2 separate regions of the Mus musculus genome follow, and region 2 is linked to region 1. The links are chromatin contacts, called in public promoter capture Hi-C maps. All regions are on one chromosome and are shown on one strand. Each heading gives the region's core, a stretch centred on a gene start, on an enhancer-like site or on the middle of the called end of the contact. The rest is flanking DNA. Distances are from core to core; before and after follow the strand shown.

What was found. Capture Hi-C pulls out chosen DNA fragments and counts their contacts.
Region 2: a contact with region 1 is called in a promoter capture Hi-C map of liver. The contact joins two enhancer-like sites. A contact is called at or near these places in 2 of 115 datasets of contacts at active chromatin or transcription factors (bone marrow-derived macrophages and embryonic stem cells) and 3 of 9 other capture datasets (adipose tissue, liver and pancreatic islet).

Annotation. Positions count from the first base shown.
Region 1 is chr6:87,933,699-87,938,060 of GRCm38.p6, forward strand. It overlaps Hmces (5-hydroxymethylcytosine (hmC) binding, ES cell specific), which reads left to right. Exons shown (of 7, transcript NM_173737.2): 7 at 2,392-2,916. The coding sequence ends at 2,628. Among named protein-coding and RNA genes, the nearest start is that of Hmces, 22 kb to the left of the region's middle. Within about 2 kb of position 1,528, at least 11 of the 459 cell types and tissues checked have an H3K27ac peak or open chromatin away from gene starts, as enhancers often do. A contact at or near this core is called in adipose tissue, bone marrow-derived macrophages and liver, where this site is marked.
Region 2 is chr6:88,062,721-88,067,358 of GRCm38.p6, forward strand. No RefSeq gene overlaps it. Among named protein-coding and RNA genes, the nearest start is that of Gm38855, 11 kb to the left of the region's middle. Within about 2 kb of position 2,586, at least 75 of the 459 cell types and tissues checked have an H3K27ac peak or open chromatin away from gene starts, as enhancers often do. A contact at or near this core is called in adipose tissue, bone marrow-derived macrophages and liver, where this site is marked.

The sequences.
Region 1 (4,362 bases), core at 278-2,777:
TTTACTGTATTTTATTTATGTGTTTTTGTGTGGGTTTGTGCACATGAGTGCAATGGCTGCAAAGTCCAGAAAAGGTCATCTGACCTGGAGCTGGAGTTGCAGGCAGGCAGTTGTGAGCTGCCCAATATGAGTGCCTGTAAATAAACCCTGGTCTTCTGCAAGAACAGCAAGCGCATCACTGCTGAGCCAACTCTCCAACACCTGCAGTCAGATTTTTGTTTTGTTTGAGACAAGGTCTCACTGTGTTGCTTTGGCTGGACTAGAACATGCCAGGTGGCCTCAGAGATCTGCCTGCCTCTGACACACACCTAAGTGCTGGGATTAAAGGCGTGCACCACCTTGTCTGGCCAGCATTTTCATTCACTTTAAGCTCCCAAGAGCTCTCATACTCTTTGGAAGGTGAGCATAACAGTGATAGTCAGATTCTACCCTGACTTAACCCTAACAGAAACGCTTTCAAAGTAATTGCCGGGGCCGCAGTGCCACTCAGTAATGGGTGCTTACATGTCTATCATGTTAAGAGCCCTGGGTTGCCGGGCGTGGTGGTGCACACCTTTTATCCCGGCACCAGGGAGGCAGAAGCAGGCGGATTTGAGTTCGAGGCCAGCCTGGTCTACAAAGTGCGTTCCAGGACAGCCAGGGCTATACAGAGAAACCCTGTCTCGAAAAACCAAAAAAAAAAAAAAAAGAGGCCCTGGGTTAAGAGAATAAAAAAGAGTTTCAGACAGTTAAATGCTGGAACCTGTTCAGATATGTAAAATAAGTATCCAAACGAAATTGGCTTTCTATGTCCTTAAGAATCTCCCTGATGAGTCTAGGATCCAATATATAGAGTAAATGTGAGAAAGTTTTAAATCTGTTTCCAGCTATGATTCTTTTTCTTCTTTTGTGTGTTCATATCTCTATATGTGCAAGTGTAGGAAGTGTAGGTGTATATGCACACTCATGTGCACGTTAGAGGTCAGAGGACAACTTCAGATACCATCTTCAGAAACACTGAATCCACTAGCCTAGAGCTCACCAATTAGGCTAAACTAGCCAGAGAGCCTGAAGGATCCTTCTGTGACTCCTCAGCTCTGGCCTTACACGTGTGTGCCACCATGCCCAGCATATTTATGCAGATGCTAGGGCTTGAACCCTGGTCCTCACACTTGCAAAGACAGTGCTTTCCTGACTGAGCAGGCTGTCTCTGCCACCCAAACATGATTTTTTGATGTACTATTTTAACAACTACAAGTTGGAGGATCTCCAGTCCTCTTCTCTCCCAGATTACCTGAGAGCCTTCTTGCAATGCTCTGTAACTTCTCAGCAGTTAGCGAGGATCCAGGTGATTTGTCTTGAAGGAACTTAAGTGGGCAAATGCCTGCAGTGGGAAGGGAACGTCCACATCAGAGAGCTGGCCCTGCTGACATACAGAAACAGCTCTCATCTCTCTGTGGCATGGAGGGACTCCATGGTACAGGACTCTTAGAATGCCGGGGCAGTATCCAAGGACTGTGAGGACCAGCTGGCCTCCCACATTTCCCCTGGAGGTTCTTGTTTTCCACACTGTGGTCACGTGACCCTCACTGCTTTGCTCTTGCCTAATTTCTCTGAAATATTTTGCAATCCCAACACTGAATTTTTTTCCTCTAAAACTTTAATTATGGGGCCAGCAAGAGAGCTCACCAGGTAAGGCACTTGTCGTCAGTCTGACAGCGTGAGCTCTATATTTGATTCTCTTAATCCATCCTGCAAGTTATCCTGTGGTCTCTATATACAAACTGTGTACATACATAATAAATGAAAATATAAGGTTTAAATGTAATTACATAATTCACCTTGGACTGGACAGCTACTCGTTTTGTTTTGTTTTTTTTAAAGACAGGGCTTCTCTGTTGTATCTCTGGCTGTCCTAAAGCTGAGTCTGTAGAGTAGGCTAGCCTTGAACTCAGAGATCCACCTGCCTCTGACACCCAAGTGCTGGGATTAAAGGAGTGCGCCACTATGGCCCAGCTATGGTAATCTATTTCTATCATGGTCTATACTCTTTGATGTCACCTCACAGAGAACTTCTCATTTCAGGACTAGGTGTGACACATAGGCAGCAGAAGGAGTAGTAACAGTCAAGACATACTAAGCAGGGGAACCATTGAGCCTGACTGTGGTGGCAGCCTCCCATCCCTAGCCACTGAGTCGCGTCATTCTCTGCATTTTTGGAAGACTCTCCAGCTCCACACTGACTCCTGTGCTCTGATCTTTAAGTGCTTCCCTACCCTGGGCACTCACAGCCGTCTTTATTTGCACCCTTCGTAACACTATACCAGCATCGACTGGGGCTGGGGTGGGACATGCTTCTTCCTTCACACTGGTATTCAACCCTGCATGCTATGGGAATTTTCTCTCTCCTAGGAGCCCAAGGCAAATGGCAGCAGTCAAAGGATGATGCAGTGGCTGGCTACAAAGTCACCCAAAAAGGAAGTCCCTGACTCACCCAAAAAGGATGCATCAGGTCTACCCCAGTGGTCCAGCCAGTTTCTCCAGAAGAGCCCATTGCCTGCTAAAAGAGGTGCTACCAGCAGCTTCCTGGATCGATGGCTGAAGCAGGAGAAGGAGGATGAGCCCATGGCCAAGAAGCCTAACAGCTAGGCTCCATACCAGGCCTCAGCCTGATACAGCATTACTGTTGTCACCAGTTGACTGGAATTGTAACCTTTTACTTGGGAATGTGGTGGCCCAATGTCAGCTGACCTGAAAGAACATGGCTACCGTGAGACAGCCCTGTGGGCCCTGCTACCCCTCCTATTTCTGCCTCCCTGCTGGGAGCTTTCCTGTTCCCTGGTGTTCCACGAAGGAGGCTCTTCTCAGTCTCTGGGCTCTCCTTTAGAGTTAAGGTCTTAAAATGTATTTTGTCCTAAATAAACTGCGTTTGGTAAACCTTGGCTGGCAAGAGTTCTGGCTCTCACCCAGTATTTCCTGGTATTTGTTTTAAAGTATGAGTTTTACCATAAAAGGGTGGGCCACTGGGGCCTTCAAAGAGTCAGTTTAGTGTCGGCAGCCACACTTTTAATACTTCAAAATTCTTCTGGGTTTAGTTTAAAACCAACCTAAGTGAAGTAGCTGAGTGATTTGGGGAAGATTTGGAGAATCGTTGGGTACAGAGGCCTTCAAGACCCTTAAGGTGAGAAGGCCTCAGAAGTTGCGCGGGCACAGGGGCATGGAGGCAGGTGGGTATGCGACCCAGAGTGCTAGAGGAGTAGCTCCCACCACTCAGCTCTTTGCTCTGTGGAGCCCCCTTGTCTTTCCTTGGCACCAAATCACTTCGTAATGAGTTGTTTGGGATGTTATTTCCCTTGGCAAGTAAAGAACTTTTATCCACGGTTTGTCCTGGTAACAAAAAGTCAAAGTATAAGCCGGGTGTGGTGGCGCACGCCTTTAATCCCAGCACTCGGGAGGCAGAGGCAGGCGGATTTCTGAGTTCGAGGCCAGCGTGGTCTACAAAGTGAGTTCCAGGACAGCCAGGGCTACACAGAAAAACCCTGTCTCAAAAACAAAAAAAAAGTCAAAGTAGTTGACCAGGCGCCGTCCGTTTAATCATGTTAGTCCAATTTTAGTGTCATTGCTGTGTAAGCGAGAGCAGGTGCAATGTTGCGTGCGGTCCTGTGTGCCTCCACTCCAGCACACCATGTAAGTACGAAGTACAGGCGCTCCCGAGGGCTGTCTCTGCCAAAAGGGCTGTGGTCTCTGCCAGGCCTCTCGACAACCCCTTAGTGCAGAGAGAGAGAGGGCAGCTGGAGGCCACGGCTCCCATAAGAACCGCTCATGTGTAGATAGGGACATAGAAACCAGGGCATGGTCTGCTCCTGCAGAGGCAGCTGCAGCTGAGTGGGAGGGATCCTGGGATGCGCACTGGCCTCGGTTTATGCAAATTAGGGGTCGGGTTTCCACCAATCCTACACCGATCCTGTGTTCTGTGAGTGTGCCAAAGCCAAAGCGTCCACCCAGTGCGGGCGGATCCTTGGAGACAGAGCCAGGTGCCTGCAGGCCCACCACCCTGTCCTTCCCAGGCTGTCTTCCCTCTAGGGCTTTTCAATGGAGCCAGCTCAGAGCTAGTGACCCTAGTAGCCAGGGTCCTGACACCCTGTGCTTCTGCTATGGCCTCTGGTTTAGGGAATAATCTCGTTTCAATGAGGTTTTGGTTTTGTTTTGAATTCAGATAACTTACTGGAATATTCACTGAATTACATATTGACCTTTACATCGTGTAATGCATTTCCCTTGTTTTTATTACTACTTCCCCTTCTACTTATGGTAAAATTCCTTAGTAGGGCTTTGGTAGACATGAATGCAATGCATGAGTAACTATTCATTCAAGGAGCACTT
Region 2 (4,638 bases), core at 1,336-3,835, 130 kb after region 1:
CTTCTTAGGATCTACAACTTGTGCTTATCTCTGTTAGCTCACCGTACCGTCTCAGGAGAACAAATACTCTAGGAAAATGCTAGAGTTTGAACGTGATCCCAAAGTTCTAGGATTGGAGATTCAACCTTCGGTGCAACAGGATTTTATATGGGGGCTAAAGAGGTAAAGGTCCAGGGGCTCTGCCCAAAAATGGACTGATGAGTGCTGCAGAGTAAGGTAGTTACTGAGAGTGAATTTTCTGGCTACCAAAGTAGGTTGGGACCTTTCTTGTCCTTTTGCCTTCTGCTACGGATCACATAGCATGAAGGTGTTTACCATATATGCACCAAGCTCCTGGACTTCCCAGCCTCCAGAATTGTAAATCAGACCTCTATTCTGAATAAATTGTTCATTTTACAGAAAGATGAGAAAATGTGCAAAGGAAGAAGATAAAATCTTGGTCATTTACATTATAATGCACCTTCAATTAATCTTGGTGGTGTTGTGTATCAAACATTGGGTCTCACACAAGGTAAACACACATTAACACTAAAGCTGTCAATGTGTGTGTGTGTGTGTGTATGTGTGTGTGTGTGTGTGTGTGTGTGTGGTGGATGTGTGTGCACAATTTTTGCTGGTTAACATACATGTGTATCAAACATTAGGTCTCACACAAGGTAAACACACATTAACACTAAAGCTGTCAATGTGTGTGTGTGTGTGTGTGTGTGTGTGTGGTGGATGTGTGTGCACAATTTTTGCTGGTGAACATACATGTGTGATAGAGGACAGAATTCAACACTGGGCATCTTCTCTAACATCTCATTTGTGTGAGAGAAGGCAGGCACATACCATGGCACATGTATGGAGGTCAAAGGTAGCTTATGGAATCCATTCTTTCTTTCCACCGTGGGGACTATGGGGATTGGACTCAGGTTTTCAAGCTCTGGGAATCTGCCTGTCTCTGTGTTGTGAGGTCGCCACCAAAGAATACTACTCAAACATGGGTTTAAGTCAATAGAAAGTCTTTATTAGTCAGCTGGTGACAAGTGTTCAGGATCTCCAATGTAGTCATGAGCCTTTAATCACTATATATATACAAGAACTTCAGTTAACAAGAACAGTTAGACAGAAGCAAAACTACAGAAGCCAAAAGCAAGGTTAGCACATTTAGGGACTTTCCCAGAACTATGGACTTTGATGGATTAGGTATTTATTTTCATTTTGGCAAGTGGTACTGTCTACGTGCTGAATTTTATGACCCTAATGGTATTTCCATCATGGAGTCAGTTGTGCTAAGGTCTGGCTGGGGCCTGTTACATTTGACCCTCCTATTTCCTCTAGGAGTTAAAGTTATAGAGGTTACCTGCCATATCTTGCTTTTACATGCATGCTAGGATTTCAAACTCAGGTCCTGTCCAGTTAGCTTTTAGTGTCAACTTGATACCAAAAGTCACAACCTGTAATCACCTGTGGAAAGGGAACTTCAAGAGAAGCATTGCCCTGTGATGGTGTCTTTGAGAGATCGTCATAACTGATGATTGATGGGGGAGGCCCAGCCTCCTGTGGGAAGCACCACCCCTAGGCAGGCAGCCTGAGCTGTATGAGAAAACTAACTGAGTAGGAGGCAGAGAACAAGCCATAAGCCACCTTCCTCTGTGGCTTCTGCTCCAGGTTCCCTCCTTGAGTTCCTGCCCTGACTTCCCTCAGTGATGGATTGTGATGTAGAAATGTAAAGTGAAACTAACCCTTTCTGTAAGGTGCTTTTGGTCATAGTGTTTACAGGAAAAGCACACTCGAACAGGTTTGTGTGCTTTCATGGCAGATGCTTCGCCAACAGAGCCATTCCCCTGGCCCTCATAACCACAGTTTGTATGTGGTTCTGGCTAATCAAGCAACTGTAGTCACAATCTTTATTTTTTATTTTGTTTTTTGTTCTTTGTTTTTTGAGACAGGGTTTCTCTGTGTAGCCCTGGTTGTCCTGAAACTCACTTTGTAGACCAGACTGGCCTCGAACTCAGAAATCTGCCTGCCTCTGCCTTCCTCGTGCTGGGATTAAAGGTGTGTGCCACCACGTCCGGCTGGAGAGATGTATTTTTTAAGAACATAGATTTGATCAGGAGTGGGGCAGTGAGCAAGATGTAAAATGAATAAGTAACAACAACAACAACAACAGAACATTAATTTATCACTATTGTCTATCTCTCAAATACTTTCTTGACCTCAGGTTCTTTCATGAGGTCAAGCCCTATGAGCACCCCACCCCCACCCCCACCCCCCGCCCAGTAGCACAGAAGCGGCATCAAGAAACCCAGGTGAGAACAACAGGAATCTCTGAAGGACATTGACTTCACGTTTCTGAGGAAATGCACTTTGCCAAGAAGCCCAGAAGCCTGTGGAAGCCACCTCAAACTCCCAGAGGCCAGTGACTGCACAGCTAAGGCTTTGAGGCCTCTGTGAAGCCTTAAGGAGGCTAAGCCCGGGATTCCAAAGAGTCTCAACTGCAAGCTCTACCGACATGCTTTCCAGACTCTCACCAAGCTCAGGAAGCTGATTTGTGGCTTTGCCAACCAAAGAACAAAGCCCAAACCAAAACGGAAGCGGGAGCTCTGGCCTAAGGCCAGGCTTCAGTTCCTGTTCTTGCTCTAACTCCAGCTCAGACTCCTGAAGGTGCCCAGGCCCCTGTGATGGCTACACAGTTAAAGCCTCTATTACCAGTGGACTAAGACAGACTGCCATGACTCCATCTCCCCCACCATTTGAAGATGGCTGGTGTTCTGTACTGTTTTTACAAGTAAATTAGAGGGGAAAAATGTGTTGGGTGTGGATAGATGGCTGAGCACTTATTTGACATGATCATACCTCTGGATTTGACTCCAGTACTAAGAAAGGACGTTGTATACACCCTTTTTCTCTCTCTTCTCTCTCCATTGACTAGAATGGAATATAAGGGCAACCAGAATTTATTTGACATTTACATTTTTTATCTATTTCTTTTTATATGTATAGGTGTTTTTGTCTGCACATATGTCTGTGTACCACGTGTGCATGGTGCCAGTGGAGGTTAGAAGAGGCCATTGGATCCCCAGGGACTGGAGTTACAGACAGTTGTGAGCCACCATGTGGATGCTGACAACCAAACCTGGGTCTTCTGCAAGAGCAGCAAGTCCTCTTAACCACTGAGTGCTCTCTCTCTCTCTCTCTCTCTCTCTCTCTCTCTCTCTCTCTCTCTCTCTCTCTCTCTCTTTCTCTCTCTCTCTCTCTGTAGCTCCAGATAAAATATATCTTAAAAATTAAAAAAAGAAATGTAAGGGGAGGGTAGTTCTCAGGCTCAATCTGTCTCTGAAATGTGTGTAGCATGGCTGTAGCTTTACCGTTCCCCAGGAGATTCCCAACAAACGCTGCAATTATATTTCTTTACTCATTCACCCACTTATTGATTTGTTTTGACACAGGGGTTCACTCTACATAATCCAAAGCAGACCAGAGTTCACTATGTAGCCTAGGAAACCCTCTGCCTCAGCTTTCAGAATGTTGAAGCTCCAGAGCTGTGCCACCACACCAGCATTTTCAGCCTTGAGGAGTCCTAAAGTTAAAAAGGTCGTTAAAGCTGAGGAAGGTGGCACACACTGGTAATAAAGGCTACAAAGTCTTAACAAAAGAACTGCATCTGGGGGCTGCAGAGATGCTGATTGGTTAACAGCACTGCCTGCTCTTCCAGAGGACTGGACCACAACTCCCAGCACACACAAGGCAGCTCACTACTATCTGTAACTCCAGTTCTGATGGCCTCTTCATTCCTCTGTGGGCAGCAGCACTGATGCTGTGCACAGGCATACACACCAGTAACACACACATACACATGTAAAATAATAATAATAATAATAATAATAATAATAATAATAATAATAACAATAACAATAATAATAATAAAAAAAACCAACTACATCTGTCGGTGTTCCCTGCTGGAAGCAAGTGACCAGGTGACAATGTGGGCAAGGAGGTGGAGCACAAGCTGCAGGGTGTGCTTCCCTGACATGTTCACAAAGGAAGCCTGACTAAACTGGAAAGTACAGTTGGTGGCTTCATGTCCCCCTTCATCCTATCTGAAACTGGGCAGTGATGGGGAAGTGTCATAGCCATCTTTGGTCTTAAGGGGACACTTTGAAGATGAAAACCACAGGATAAGGAAGACTGAGCATAAAAGGGACATGGGTCCCAGGCAGCTCCATGGTGACCTCAGTTAGTGAGGAAGAAGAAATGTGGTTCTGGCTGAGGAACTATAGCGTGAGTGCTAGACACGAACCCAGAGCCTTGTGTGTACTTGGCAAGAATTCATGCTTTGGAAGTTGTATTCTATTTTACATGGTATTTTGGTGGTGCTTTAATTTTCTGCATGTTTTAAGACAGAACTTCATGCAACCCAGTCTTACTGTGGGCTCAAACTTACTATATGTAGCTGAAGAAGATCTTGAATATTTGGGCCTCCTGCCTCCATCTCCACATGTTGGGAATACAAATCCTTACACCTGTCTAATGTGCTCTGTCCCTTTTTTTCTCTTTGTTTGTTTCTTTCTCTCTTTCTTATTTTCTTTCCTCCTTCTCTTCTTCCTCCTCCTCACCTTCCTTTTCCTCCTCCTTATTTTTTTTAACATTTAT